Regions from separate parts of the Mus musculus genome. Here region 2 is linked to region 1. A link is a contact called in public promoter capture Hi-C data. All regions are on one chromosome and are shown on one strand. Each heading gives the region's core, a stretch centred on a gene start, on an enhancer-like site or on the middle of the called end of the contact. The rest is flanking DNA. Distances are from core to core; before and after follow the strand shown. Region 1 holds the start of Nipa1 (non imprinted in Prader-Willi/Angelman syndrome 1 homolog (human)). Region 2 holds the start of Cyfip1 (cytoplasmic FMR1 interacting protein 1).

Region 1 (6,894 bases), core at 3,231-5,730:
GTTCAAGGCCAGCCTGGTCTACAGAATGAGTTCCAGGACAGCGAGGGCTACACAGAGAAACCCTGTCTCGAAAAACAAAAACAAAACAAACAAAAAAAGATGGTGACTTTGTCTCATTCTACTTGTTGGAGTAAGACTTCACAACCTGGTAGTCTTGGTTAGGGTTCTATTACTGTGAAGAGACACCGTGACCATGGCAACTGTTACAGAAGAAAACATTTAATTGAGGATGGCTTACGATTTTAGAGGTTTAGACCATTATTTTCATGGCAGGAAACATGGCAGCCTGCAGACAGACATGGTGCTACAGAAAGAGATGAGTTCTACATCTTGATCGACAGGCAACAGCAGGAGACTGTGAGCTACACTGGGTATAGGCTGAGCATAGGAAACCTCAAAGCCCTCTCCAGCAGTGATACAAGGCCACACCTCCAACAAGGCCACACCTATTCCAACAAGGGCATACCTCCTATATTTTTGGTTGTGAGCCTAGCCTTTAACGGCTGAGCCATCTCTCCAGCCCAAGGGCATACCTCCTAACAGTGTCTCTCCTGATGGGTCAAGCATTCAAACACATTTAAACCACCACACTGATGCAATTGCCTAATTATGCAAAAAGGTTAGAGAATGATTAAGAAGGTGTGAATTCTTATGGGGCTAACTACCTTTGATTAAAAAAAAAAAAGATTAAAACAAGAGTAAAAAAAGAAACAGCAATAAAACTTGTTAGGTTTCTGAGGCAACATAAAGAAATGGCAGAAAGAGATCAGAATCCGACTTTACCAGACAGAATTGTATTCGTTAGTGCATACAGCAAGGAACAGCCTCTTTCTTGTGAGCAATGGAAGGGTCTGCCAAGGGAAAAAGATAATTACAACCCTTTTTAGGGGCAGGCTGACAGGCTTTGTGAATGAGCAAATTGTTGTAGCCATAGCCCACATTTCTCTCCTGGAGTGTCTCCTTCCTGAAACTGTTTGCCCAAGGTGAGACAGACTTCCTTGGGCGATGGCTGTTCCTATAGATATTTCTTTCTGTGCTGATGGATAACAGCTGATCAGGGTCATCTGCAATCTCTTGGATTCCTGTTTTCACAACCAAGGCACAGTATCACTAACCACCATTGATAGGGAAAAAGTATCTACCTTTCAGGCATTATACAGAAAAAGTTTCCAAATGGCCTCAAAGGTCTAGTTTGTAGATGAAAAACAAACACTATGCAATAAGAAAACACCAAGGAGATTATAGGAAATGGGTTATTGCAATTACACCAATTAACAGGAATTGCACAGGATGTTGACTGGTTGTCAGGTACACATTTTAATAATAAGTAGGGCAAGGTACTAGAGCAATAAATAACCTCAAAGGTTCAAGAAAATTGTTTTTTTACAAATATGTGTTAGTTATTTTTCTATTGCTGTGACAAAAAGCAATGATGATCGAGACCACTTAAGTGTTTAGTTGGGCTTACAGCTTCCAAGGGTTAGAGTCCATGATTTTCACACAAACACAGGGTGGCAGGAACAGCTGAGATAGTACATCTTGATCCACACGTAGGAGGCAGAGAGAGCTAACTGGGAATTGCAAGAGCCTTTTGAAACCTCAGAGCCCACTACCAGTGACACACCTCCTCCAACAAGGCCACACCTCCAAGTACTAAACATTTCTACCAACTGGGACCAGCATATGAGCCTATAGGAGCCAATCTCATTCAAATGGCCACCTTTCACTTCCTGCTGCTCTGCTACCTTCATTTGCTGAAATTACACATGGGAGTTACTGCTTATTTCAAGAACTGGTGTTTTGTTTTGTTTTGTTTTGTTTCTGTGCTAACAATAATCTAGAGCTTAGTCAAGTACTCTGATACTAAGCTACATCCCCAGATCCTTTTTGAGACAGCCTCATTGGCCTAGAACTTGAAATTGTCTTCTCATTGTCTCCTGAGTCCTGGAATTATACTACTCTCCTTGGCTTAAAAGTAATTTAGAAAATAAGAAGCTTAAATAATGGTATTTTGACCATTGCAAATGAATGAATGCTAGTGTGAAAGTTTATATGAAGCGTCCGTTTTCTAAAAAAAAATTTTTCACTTTTAACTACATATATGCATGTGTATCTGTATGAATCATATGCACTTAAGTGGTCAAAAAAATAAGCTTTGTGATATTAAAAAATAATAATAGGCTGGAGAGATCCCTTTTTTAATTAAGAATATGCTTTGGTCTTGTGAAGACCTGAGTTCGGTTCCCAGATCTACGGTAGCACACAATAGCCTGTAACTCCAGCTCCAGGGGATCCAACAGCCTCTGCAGGTACCTGCTCTCAAGGATACACACATATACATATGCCTACACACACACACACACACACACACACACACACACACACACACACAGTTACTAGTAAAAATAAACATTTTTTTAAAAAGCAGACACTTCATATAAACTTTTATACCTGTCTTCATTGCAGCTTAATTCACAATGGTTAAAAGATACAAGAAGGAGCTGAAAGATGGCTCTGCCATAAAGAGTACTCGCCGCTCCTGCAGAAGACCTGGGTTTAGTTTTCAGCAGTCATGTGGCAGTTCACAACTATCTGTAACTCTAGATCCGGGGAAACCAGGGCCCTCTTCTGACTTCTACAGGTATCAGGAACACAACTAGTACACACACACATACATGCAGGCAAACATACAGGTAAAAATATTTTTAAAAAGAGATGCAGATAAATTAACAAAATGCTACATATGAATATGACTGAATACTACTCATGCGTAAAAAAGGAATGAAGTTGTTAAAATTAAATGTGGTACAATGTGTTTCAACCCTGAGTATATACTCCAAGCAATAGGCTAGTCACCAGGGACATTCACCATAATGTGAAACAGCCAGAATAGGCAAATTCACAGACACTAAGAGCTAATTGCCGTCTATCTTGGCTTGCGGTGATGTAGAAATGAAAGTGATGGAAAAGTTTCCAAAGAGAATAGTGGCAAATGCAGCTGTGCACTGGGAACATAACTATTGCCACTGGAGTGCACATATAAAAATGGTTAAAATAGTTAGGTCACAAAGCAGGCTGACAATATCCGAAGACAACCGCTCACACCAGGCCAGGTTCTTACCCAGTGAACAGAAAGGTTATTATTGAGTACACAGGAACCTAAATTCAGCGTTCCTCAATTTCTGGGGGACAGAAATTCCCTCGCTCTTCCCTGACCTCAGGGAAAGGTCACCTGGTTTCTGATCAGCTCAGTCTGTAAGAGATCCAAGTCCCTACACCAACTCTCAGACTGTCTGGCCGGCAGGTCTCCTCCCCATAAATCTGACAAGGCTCATTTGGCAGGATGCTATTCTCCAGTCTGAATCAGCCTGGCAGTTTGTCCCCAAAAAACCATCTTACTACCCTAGTTCAGTGGTTTCATTTGCCTCACTGACAGAATTGGTGACTTTTATGAGTAAATTATCACCCGGAAGGAAACAACGGTAGACTGGCTTAGTAGAGTGTTGGTGGGGATGGTTTTTGAAGACAGGGTTTCTGTGTAGCCTTAGCTGTCCTGGGACTCGATCTGAAGAGCAGCCTGGTCTTGAATTCACAGAGATCTGTCTGCCTTTGCCTCCTGGGATTAAAGGCCTTCAACACACTGCGCGGCTAACCATTCAGTAGTTTCAGTGCATAAATAGTCCAATTTTATATTGCTTCGGCAATAATACTGCGTTATAGAGTTTCAAAAAGACATGTATACTTCCTAAACCAACTTTTTTTTAAATTAAGTTTTCAATATAGCATGATTATAGAATAGAGAAACAAACACTTGGAGCAACCTAACAACCAACAATCTGATGAATGGTTTGATACAATATATTTTCATAGACATCACACAGCTATTAAAACAATAATTGTGTGATAACATGGAAATAGATTGCTACATAACACTCAATAAAAGAGAAAAAAATGTGCATTGCCTTTGAAAGCGTGGGAATGGCCCAGAATACTTAAGTGAGAGTTGGCGAAGTGAGTCAAAATAACTTTCCCTTATAATCTTGATATACTTTATTAAGAATTAAAATGAAACACTACAGTATGATCACAAGGTCAATGATCCAGAGTGAAGGTAGCGGACCTCCCAGGGAGCAAAGCAGCAAAGAAGAAAGCATCTCTTTGGTAGTACAGAACAGAGTTCCTAGAAGACCTGAGCTCCTCTGGGGACAGCTTGACCATCCCCACCAGACGCCCTAGGGCTCTTGGTACTGCAGAGCTTTCTGCCCCAGGCGCTGCACCAGCACGCTCTACGGAATTATTATACTATCCACACAGACCGCAGAAGCCTTTCGGCTCCTCCTCTGATCCCACTGCATGCTTCCCATCCACCCCCTAAGCTCGCTCCCACCCCTGTCTTACTTCGCAGTCCGACCCCGAACTCCGGCTCCCTCTCTGCCCCGCCCCGCGCCGCTCCTTCTCCAAGCCCGTGGGGCGCGGCGCGCGCACGCGCAGCGGAGGGCGGCGCGGGCGGCATGGGGACTGCGGCGGCGGCTGCGGCGGCCGGGGAGGGGGCGCGCGGCCCGAGCCCCGCCGCCGTGTCGCTCGGCCTGGGCGTGGCTGTGGTGTCCAGCCTAGTGAACGGGTCCACGTTCGTGCTGCAGAAGAAGGGCATTGTGCGCGCTAAAAGGCGAGGTAGGGCGGGCCGAGGTCGGGCCGGGGTCCGCACCACGCGTCTGCCGGTGTCTGTGCACAGAGCACGGGCCGGCTCCCCTGGCTACCCCGCAGGCATCACCTCCGCATTCTACGCGGTCTCCTTCTGTCTCTTCTCTGCGACCGGGGAGGCCTTATTCACTCTTTCAGGAGCCCTTCACCGGACATCTTGCCCCGTTCCTATACCTGTCCAGTCCTCCAACCCCTACCCCGCAGCAGAGCATCGGGACAGATGCTCAGCTTGGAGCCCTATGCCCAGAGGCCCTCACTCACCTACTGTCAGGCAGAGCTTCCTATTCATAGGATCCAGAGGTGGGTGGAGCCAGGCCTGCCTTTCACTTAGACTGGGCCGGGGTGCTCTTGGGAGAACACTTGGTGGTGTGAAGAAGTAAGGGTGTGTGGTGGGTCCAGAGGATGTACTGTCTTCATTGAGGTGCCCACTGTCACCTTGATTGCAAGGTCTGATCTTCCCGGCGGCTTTTGCCCTGGGATCCTTAGATAACTTACCTGTGGTTGTCTGAAGTGTCTAAAGCATGAAGAAAACATCAAACAGGCATGCAAACGGGCCCCCCTACTGAGGATGCCCTGGGTCAACCCATCATCAGATATCACTCCATAGTGATAGGGAAGTGGGATAAGGCACAGAGACCTTCTTTGTCCATGCCATGTCATTGTGTTGAGAGGCCTGTGACAGGCACTGCATGTAAGAGGCAGAATACTTTGACGGGGAAAGTAAACATTGCTTTCAGAGAAACCAAGAAAGGCTTGTGGTTGGAGCCACAACCTCAAGGGCTCTAGGGGTAACGAGCTGGTTGCCAGTGTATGAGAGGTAAATACACTTACTAGTTCCAATTCCAGAACACGTTTGAAATTTTGACTAAGCTGTCTGGGTAGCCAGGAAGCTTCAGAAAAGAGACAAAGAACTGAAAATATTGAGCGAAAGTACAAAACCAGTAATGCTTATTTAAATAAATTTATTTCAAAATGAAAGCATTGCAATCCTAATAAAAAACCAATAGGATCTCCCAAGCCTGCAGATGTGTCTGTAATGTACAAACACATCTGGTATACATTAGGCAACTACGTTGGAGACTGTCAATGTGTACAGGCACTAAAATTGGGCAAAAGTGTTTGTTGTGACAAAAAATAAAAAAAATATATGTGTCTGTTATAGGATTGAGTAAGATGGGTACTTTACTTGTGTGGTATTCTTGCAAATCTCACAACACCAGGATAACCGTGAGAGCAACATGACAAAGTACACAAACAACAGCTGAGGAACATCATACAAAATACCTGTCTGGTCTTCCAATCAAGGCCATGAAATCTGAGGAATTCTCAGAGCCAGAAGGAATCAGAGGACACATACCTCTGGAAAAAAAAAAAAAAGTGTATTTACCTCTCATACACTGGCAACCAGGTCGTTACCCCTAGAGCCCTTGAGGTTGTGGCTCCAACCACAAGCCTTTCTTGGTTTCTCTGAAAGCAATGTTTACTTTCCCCGTCAAAGTATTCTGCCTCTTACATTAGAGGAAAACAAAAGGAATTTGAGTACAGACTTTAGTTAGGAAAAATACATTAATAAGATAAACCAATTGACTAGCAAGAAAGAGTGTGTTATTTTAGCTCAGTTTTTGTGTTCAATTAGAAAACAAAGACTAACCTAGAATTGTTTTTGAAGTTCTGGGTCAATTAACTACCCAAACCAGTCATGGATGCTTTTATTTATAACAGTGTACTGTATATTATATGTATGTATATATGTATGTACTTTAGAAAATAGTCTCTTACTGTGTAGCCCAGGCTGGTCTCAAACTCTCGATCTTCCTGCTTTAACATCCTGAGTAGCTGGGATTACAGGTATGTGCTACCACACATGGGTCCGTACTGTGCCTTTAAATTAATAAAGAGAAAATGTAACCTTCATTAATTTTTTTATTTTGTCACCTTCCACCAATTGCTATAGATTGAGATGATGGTGGAAGGCATTTAGTCTTGCCTTAGTAAATCTACTTTGTTTAACAAAAATTTTTGAAACTCTTATGCTATATCCTGTTATAGATACTGAAGCTACAGCAGTTTTAAAATCTATTCTCAGGCCAGATACCATGTCATGTGCCTATAATCCCAGCTTGAGCTTCTAAACTCTCATAAAATAAAGTAAAACAAACTTCCCATAATCTTTTGTCAGACCTACTTAAAGAC
Region 2 (6,894 bases), core at 2,286-4,785, 180 kb after region 1:
GACTGTATTATACAATCAATAGAAAGAATTATTGAACTCAGCCGGGTGTGGTGGCGCACGCCTTTGATCCCAGCATTCGGGAGGCAGAGGCAGGCAGATTTCTGAGTTCAAGGCCAGCCAGGGCTACACAGAGAAACCCTGTCTCGAAAAACCAAAAAACAAAACAACAACAACAAAAAAAACAAAACAAGAATTATTGAACTCTCTGTAAATAGAAACATTTAAGGAATTCCAGCTGAGCATCAATAAGTGAAAATATATAACACTTGGAATGCAATCGGTGTTACAGAAACTCCGATTCAAACAAAAGAGGCTAAAGTCGGGGCAGAATGCTTCAGTACACATACAGTTGTATATACTTCTGAACTATTTAAAAAATTGTTGAGGTGGTGTTTGTAAATTTTCTCACCTTTAAAAGTACTATTTCAGGCTAGGTTGTATCTTATTTCTGTAATGTCAGCACTCAAGGAGCTGAGATAGACAGGAAAGGTGGTGGTATCCACACCTCCAGTCTTAGCACTCAGAAGGTGGAGGCAGGAGAATCAGGGGTTCAAGCCCACCAGGACTTCGGGAGACCCAACCTCAAGCCCCTTCCCCTCCCTACACACAAAAAGGCTAATGTAGAGGCACCATGAATTCAAGGCTGTCTGGGCCATGGAATGAAACCCTGTCTCAAAACTCAGGAGGGGTAAAGATGGCTCTTCAATTAGGAGCTTTTCAGGAGAACCTATGCTGAGTTCCCAGCACCCACATGGAAGCTCACAATAGCCTATATCTCCTGGTCCAAGAGATCCAATGGCGTCTTCTAGTCTCTACAGACTTCTGATGAATGTGATGCACACAAACTCATGCAGGCCACAACAACCACACACTTGTCAAATACATATTTAAATTTGCTTTTTTTTGAAATGGTAAGATAAAGGGAAAGAGAGAAGAAAGAACGTTTTAGTCTTCCAGGTTGTATCCAGAACTACATTTTTTAAAAAAAAACACTTATTTATTATTTGTGTATGGAGTGTGTTCATAGGGAGAGAGAGTAAGTATTTCGGCACAAATCACTGTGTCCTTGTGGACGTCAGAGGACAATTTTCAGGAGTTAGTCCTTTCCTTCCACTGTGGGTTGTAACTCAAGTTGTCAGACCTGTCTGTCACCTATACCTACTGTGTGTCACCTATACCTGCTGTGTGCCACCTATGCTCACTGTGTGCCACCTATACCCACTGTATGCACCTATACTCCCTGCATGCCACCCCACCTTCCCAAGGCTCTACTTTTCAAAGCACTGACTTTACTTCTTACAGACATATTTGACTAGTGTTTTTGTAACCAAATAATATTATATATATATATATATATATATATATATATATATAAAATCATTAATTTTTCACTTTAATGGTGTTTGGCTGGTAAAACACCTTGGACGGCCTTAAATATAGCCACCCCCTCCCCAACACCCCCATACTTATTACTGAGAACATAGAACCATCTTAAATGCAGACTCCAAGATTGCCACAGGACTTTCTGGAGAAAGCAAAATAGCACTATGAAAAGATCAGCAGTTGCCAAGAGTTGATGGTATGAAAGACCTCACTACAAGGGACACAGGAAAGAAAATCTTGAGGTGATAGGAACCAGTTTGGCATCTTAATTACAGTGGCAGTCAACACTCCAAAGCATGAATATTACTATATGTAAAGTTAAAAACACGCTTAAGTGCCAGGGAGATGGCTCAGTGGATAGCCGTACAGGATTTCAGATCTCAGAACCCACATAAACGACAATGGGCATGGCAACCTCCCTCAAGTCCCATTGCTTCCAAGGCGGAGACAGGGGACCTCCGAAACAAACTGGCGAGCAAGACTAGTCCAATCAGTGAACTCTAAGTTCAGCTGAGAGACCTTGTATCAAAGAATAAGGTGGAAAACGCCAAATCAGCCTCGGGCCTCTACATGCACATACAAACACATTCACACACCTGTGCACCCACATCTAAAAACACACATACCACAAACACACACATACAGTGTTTATTCTTTAAAAAAACCTTAATACATACTTCCTCAAATACACAAATACTTAGAGGATGTATTTTCTTAGAGAGACTTTTCAACTGCAGCATTTTATCAAGGTTACAGGGAAGATGCTGTTAGGGGAAGAGGGAAAGAGAAGTATTCCCCGCAACATTCCTACTGAATTCTTACAATGCATGTCTGCAGTAACTTACATGTATTTAAAAACTGAATTAATTCTTTCAGGCTATGTGCTTGTAGGCTTTTTAATAAGAACCACTAACATACTCAGAACTAGGGGAAGGCTGGTATTCAGGTATACCACCGGTCTCGCGTGCTTCAACTTCCAGCCAGTGAACTTGGCCAGGGTCTAGGATCAATACCCCCACCTTGGCAAGCGCTGATCTCAGTATCAGTACCTGTAGGAGTACCCCAGTACCAGCGGTGCTTCAAACACGACTCAACTAAGCGATCTGTTAGCCGACAACCAAGAGAAATCTCTGGGCTCCCCCATGCAACACACGGATTGCCCGATGCTTCCCTCTGCCTCGCCCTCACCGATCCCCAGTTGCATATCTCTTCCTTCTTTTCTCACACTCACGAAATGTTACAAATTACGCAGATGCTTTAGGCTTAAAGTACAAAATTCGTTACGAATGTGCGGCGGCGCACTACTGCTCCTGAACAATCCCGTTTCCTTAACAAAGCCCAAAATGCCTCTCTCCAAGAATCTGAGGACGGCTTCCCTAGACCACACTCTCCTTCCTTTCCTCTGAAGGCAGAACCATGGTGGACTCGGGGTTGTTTTGCCACTTTAGTGCAACATAAACTATTCGTCGCTCCTTACTTTTCAATAGTAAAATACTAAATATTAACGTTGTCTCTTCCTCTTTGGAGCTAAACCTCGTGCCGGAAGCGCGAGATCTGGGATCCTAGTATCCAGGGTGAGTCGGGGCGGGGGTTCGGGGACGCGGGGGTCCGGGACGCGGGAGCCGGGCCACCGGAGTGCAAGTTGTGCAGCGCGGAGGGAACAGGGAATCTGCACTGGGAAGCCCGTGGCCGGGGGATTCTGGAATGTGATTCCGGGGAGGGAGCCCTGGAGCCGCCGAGCTGGGCCGGGAGTCCCGGGCTCCGGAGCTGCCGTGCAGAGACCGGGAGACTCGAGAGCCCAGGAGGCAATCCCGGGAGGCCGTGCGGTCCCGGAGGCTGCGCCGAGGCCGTCTGCAGGCTCGCCCCACCGGACTACAGTGGAGCAAGGACCCCGAGGCCAGGCGACCGCCCTTACCTGGTCTGCGCCGCCTTCGGTTGTCCAGGGCGGGCCCCGGGAGCTTTCCTACCCCAATGAGTCACTTGGGCGGGTCGGGAATGCACCAGGAAACACCCGGCCTCCTCCCCTTCCTCCGGGGCGGCGCTGCTCGGCTCGGCCTCTTCCTCCCGGCGCTCCTCCCTCCTCCCGCTGGCTGCCTTGGGTCCGGCTCCTCTAGGCCAGCCCGGTCGGCCCCCAAGTCTCCCCAAGTCTCCCGTACCGTAGCCCCGCCTGCCGCTTGCTGCTCAGGTCACCGCAGCAAAGGAAGCCGGGATTTGCTTGGTGGGCTCCACCCGTCAAGCCGGCTGGGAGAGGATGAAGACTCAGCGCCACACTGCCATGCTCACCAGCCTCAAGAGTTTTCCCTGATTTGGGGGACCTCTGTTGAAGCTAAGGCCAAATGAGGAAAGAATTCCAGGACTAGCCAGCATAGAGCTGGAAGTTTTACTAAAGATACTTTAAAAAAAATTTAAAAAAAAGGAATTCATTATGTGTATGAATGTTTGGCTTGCTTGTGTGTCTATGCACCACGAGAGTGCCTGGTGCCCGCAAAGGTCCAAAAAGGGCGTTGGATCCCCCAGCAATTGGGTGTGGGCCAGTGAGCCCATACATGGGCCATAGGAATTCAACATTCGTTTTCCTATAACTTGTCCTCAGTGATGGTGAGAAGCCTCAGTAAATCCATGAGTGATGGGCTTATCTTCCTCCGCATGTCCCCCAAATTTTCACTGCCTCCTGTCCTGCCTCTGGTTGAACTTCAAAAGAGATACAGAAGGTACAACCATGACAGAGAAGGGGCGCATGTATGTATTAAATGGTGGGTGCAAGGCTGGAGCGGCATGTAAAATGCTCCAGACCCAAGGAAGAACCCATTCTGGCCCCTAAAGTAACAGTGCTACCATCTCATCTGCCTTCTGAGGACTGGCAAACTCAAGTTCAGACTCCTAGGAATGGCTGACAACAGAAAACCTGACTTGAATTTGCCCTCCCTAAACCCGCAGAAAAGGAAGGGAAAAGTTAGTTAACATACATCTTAATGCTGAACTTAGTAGAATAGCTCCAAACTTCCTACCCTTCTTCACTCCGGACGCCCCTCCTTACTGCTAAGAATTTGGACATTTTGTTTGTCGTTGGGGTCTGACAGTAACTAATGTAACCCAGGCTAGCCTTGAACACCAGATCATGTCTCCATCCCTCAAGTGCTGAAATCACAGGCATTCACCAACATGCCTAACTCCCACACCAGTTTGTTTTCCCCAACTTAACAGAAATAAATCTTTACTAAGTAACTTTTAATATCAGAAAAATAAAACTCGTGTAATTGTATTTACAACAGACACACATCAGTGTTTTCACCATCTTAGGTTTACCACAAAATGTGAGATGTTAAACTTATTCAAAAGTATAATCCTTGTAGCTTCTCTACATATGCATAACAAGAGTATAATAAAAATTACAAAACCTAAACTATAATGATAATACAAATGTAACATGTTGATTCCTTGGCGCAGCAAAAATACAAAACGCATGCTTGACAATGTTCCCCTGCTTCCACAGAACTGTAATCTAGAGATTAAGATTCAATACTGGCATTTAACTATCCGACAAGCAATTTGAATTATATCATTATATGCTGTAGAGAGAATCTCAGTGTCACCTGTCACTAAAAATGCCTATGCCCAATGAGCTGAGGCAGCAAATAGGAGATGGGACACTGGCAAGAAGAGAGGAGATTCTGGGAAATAGTGAGAATATAAAAGGAACCCATAGGGAGGGACTGTGAAGGATTCAAGCAAGTCTCTGAGGGAGAGAAGCTGAGGAGACACAAAGGAAGAAGCAGGCTGGGACTGGAGGAGAGGTAACTAACAGTGTGTGAGACATAGAATAGTTTAAAGGGTTAGATAAGTTACAATCTAGTCAGGGACTGAGCCAATGCTCGTGGCCTAGGCATTTATTAAAAAGTTGTTAGTCTCACAGTGATCATTCTGGGAGCAGGGGCTGGGAGGAAAAACAGATTGATTTGTTTTTACAATATTTCATCAATGCAACTTTTTTTATACTAAAAAAAATAAAAATAAAAACCATTTGTGAGGGCTGGAGAGATGGCTCAGCGGTTGCTCTTCCAGAGGTCCTGAGTTCAATTCCCAGCAACCAGGTGGTGGCTGTAGTGGGATCCGATGCACTCTTCTGATGAGTGTCTGAAGACAGTTACAGTGTAAATAAATAAGTAAAAATAAACAAATCTTTTTTTAAAAAATTAAGAACTTTTAAATGAAATGGAATTTTTCAAGTGGAAATGAAGGTTAAAATTGACCTATTTATTATTGAATACACACGAGATTTAAATTTTTTTTGTGCTGAGAGAAAATAAAAGCTCTTTTGTGGGGAAAATAATTCTTCAAAATATAATTAGTAGAAAACCCACCAGTGTGTTTCAATGCCAGCAGATATGAGAACATACTAAAGGTGAAGTCCCACACACCCACAGGTGAAATGCACAAGTATATTTTAAAGAACTCTTTGCTTGTAACTGGAAATGGGTTTGAAATTATGTAAACTGACTAGAGATTGTCACAGCTGTTCCCATGATTTATGGCAAGTGCAACACTATCTCCCTCCCTTTCTCCTGTCTTAGTGAAGAATACAAATATATTTATAGCTAGGCAGTGATGGCACACGCCTTTAATCCCAGCACTTGCTAGGCAGAGGCAGGCAGATCTCTTGAGTTCGAGGCCAGCCTGGCCTACAGAATGAGTTCTAGGACAGCCATGTCAGTTACACAGAGAATCCCTGTCTCGGAAAAAACCAAACAAATTAAAGCATATATATATTGTATATATAAAACAAATTAAAGCAAATATATATGTATTATATACAAATATATAAGCAAATATATATTTATATATGTGTGTATGTATATGTATACATTTGCATATACCTATATACATATATATACATTGTACAAGAAAATATGGATTGAACGTAAGGTATTCCACGTGTTGATATGTAGTGTAAATATCAATTAATAACTTGATTAAATTAGTGAATGGAATGTTCACATCTTCAATTTTCAGGCAATATAGGTGCATCCAGAGCCCATACTGAAATGGAGGGACCCAAAGGGTCATTGCCACATCCACTAAGGGAGGAGTAGGAACTCACAGTCAATCAGCAGTATTTCTGATCCACCTTTGGTTAAATTCTCCATGAGACCAAGGTCAATGTAGCAGTTTCTGTCCCATTATAACCAGTGATCTAGTAAATGGACATGAACCCTGTAATGACCCACAAGTAATCAGAATGTCTCAAATAATTACCTGCAATCCTGCAGAACTGGGCATAAAGTGTTGTACTATAGAAACCAAATGAACCTGCTTTGTCCAAACCAGCAGTGTAAAGAAGGTAGCTCTGGATGTGTCAGCCATCTGTAACGTCAGGTATCAACTGTATCTCCTCTTAATATACCCTGAAGCAACCCATTGTCTGTAATTCCAGACTACACATTTGGTTTAGAGGTCTTTGTCCTGGTTATATTTATTCTTTGGTCAACTTGACACAAGCGAGGGTAATCTGGA

Evidence for each region. Capture Hi-C pulls out chosen DNA fragments and counts their contacts.
Region 2: a contact with region 1 is called in a promoter capture Hi-C map of pancreatic islet. The contact joins the promoter of Cyfip1 here to the promoter of Nipa1 in region 1. A contact is called at or near these places in 2 of 39 promoter capture datasets (liver and neural stem cells), 1 of 484 Hi-C or Micro-C datasets (embryonic stem cells), 2 of 115 datasets of contacts at active chromatin or transcription factors (bone marrow-derived macrophages and embryonic stem cells) and 3 of 9 other capture datasets (adipose tissue, liver and pancreatic islet).

What each region holds. Positions count from the first base shown.
Region 1 is chr7:56,017,186-56,024,079 of GRCm38.p6, reverse strand. Nipa1 (non imprinted in Prader-Willi/Angelman syndrome 1 homolog (human)) reads left to right here and starts at 4,480. Exons shown (of 5, transcript NM_153578.3): 1 at 4,480-4,671. The coding sequence starts at 4,512.
Region 2 is chr7:55,838,712-55,845,605 of GRCm38.p6, reverse strand. It overlaps Cyfip1 (cytoplasmic FMR1 interacting protein 1), which reads right to left and starts at 3,535. Exons shown (of 31, transcript NM_011370.3): 1 at 3,299-3,535.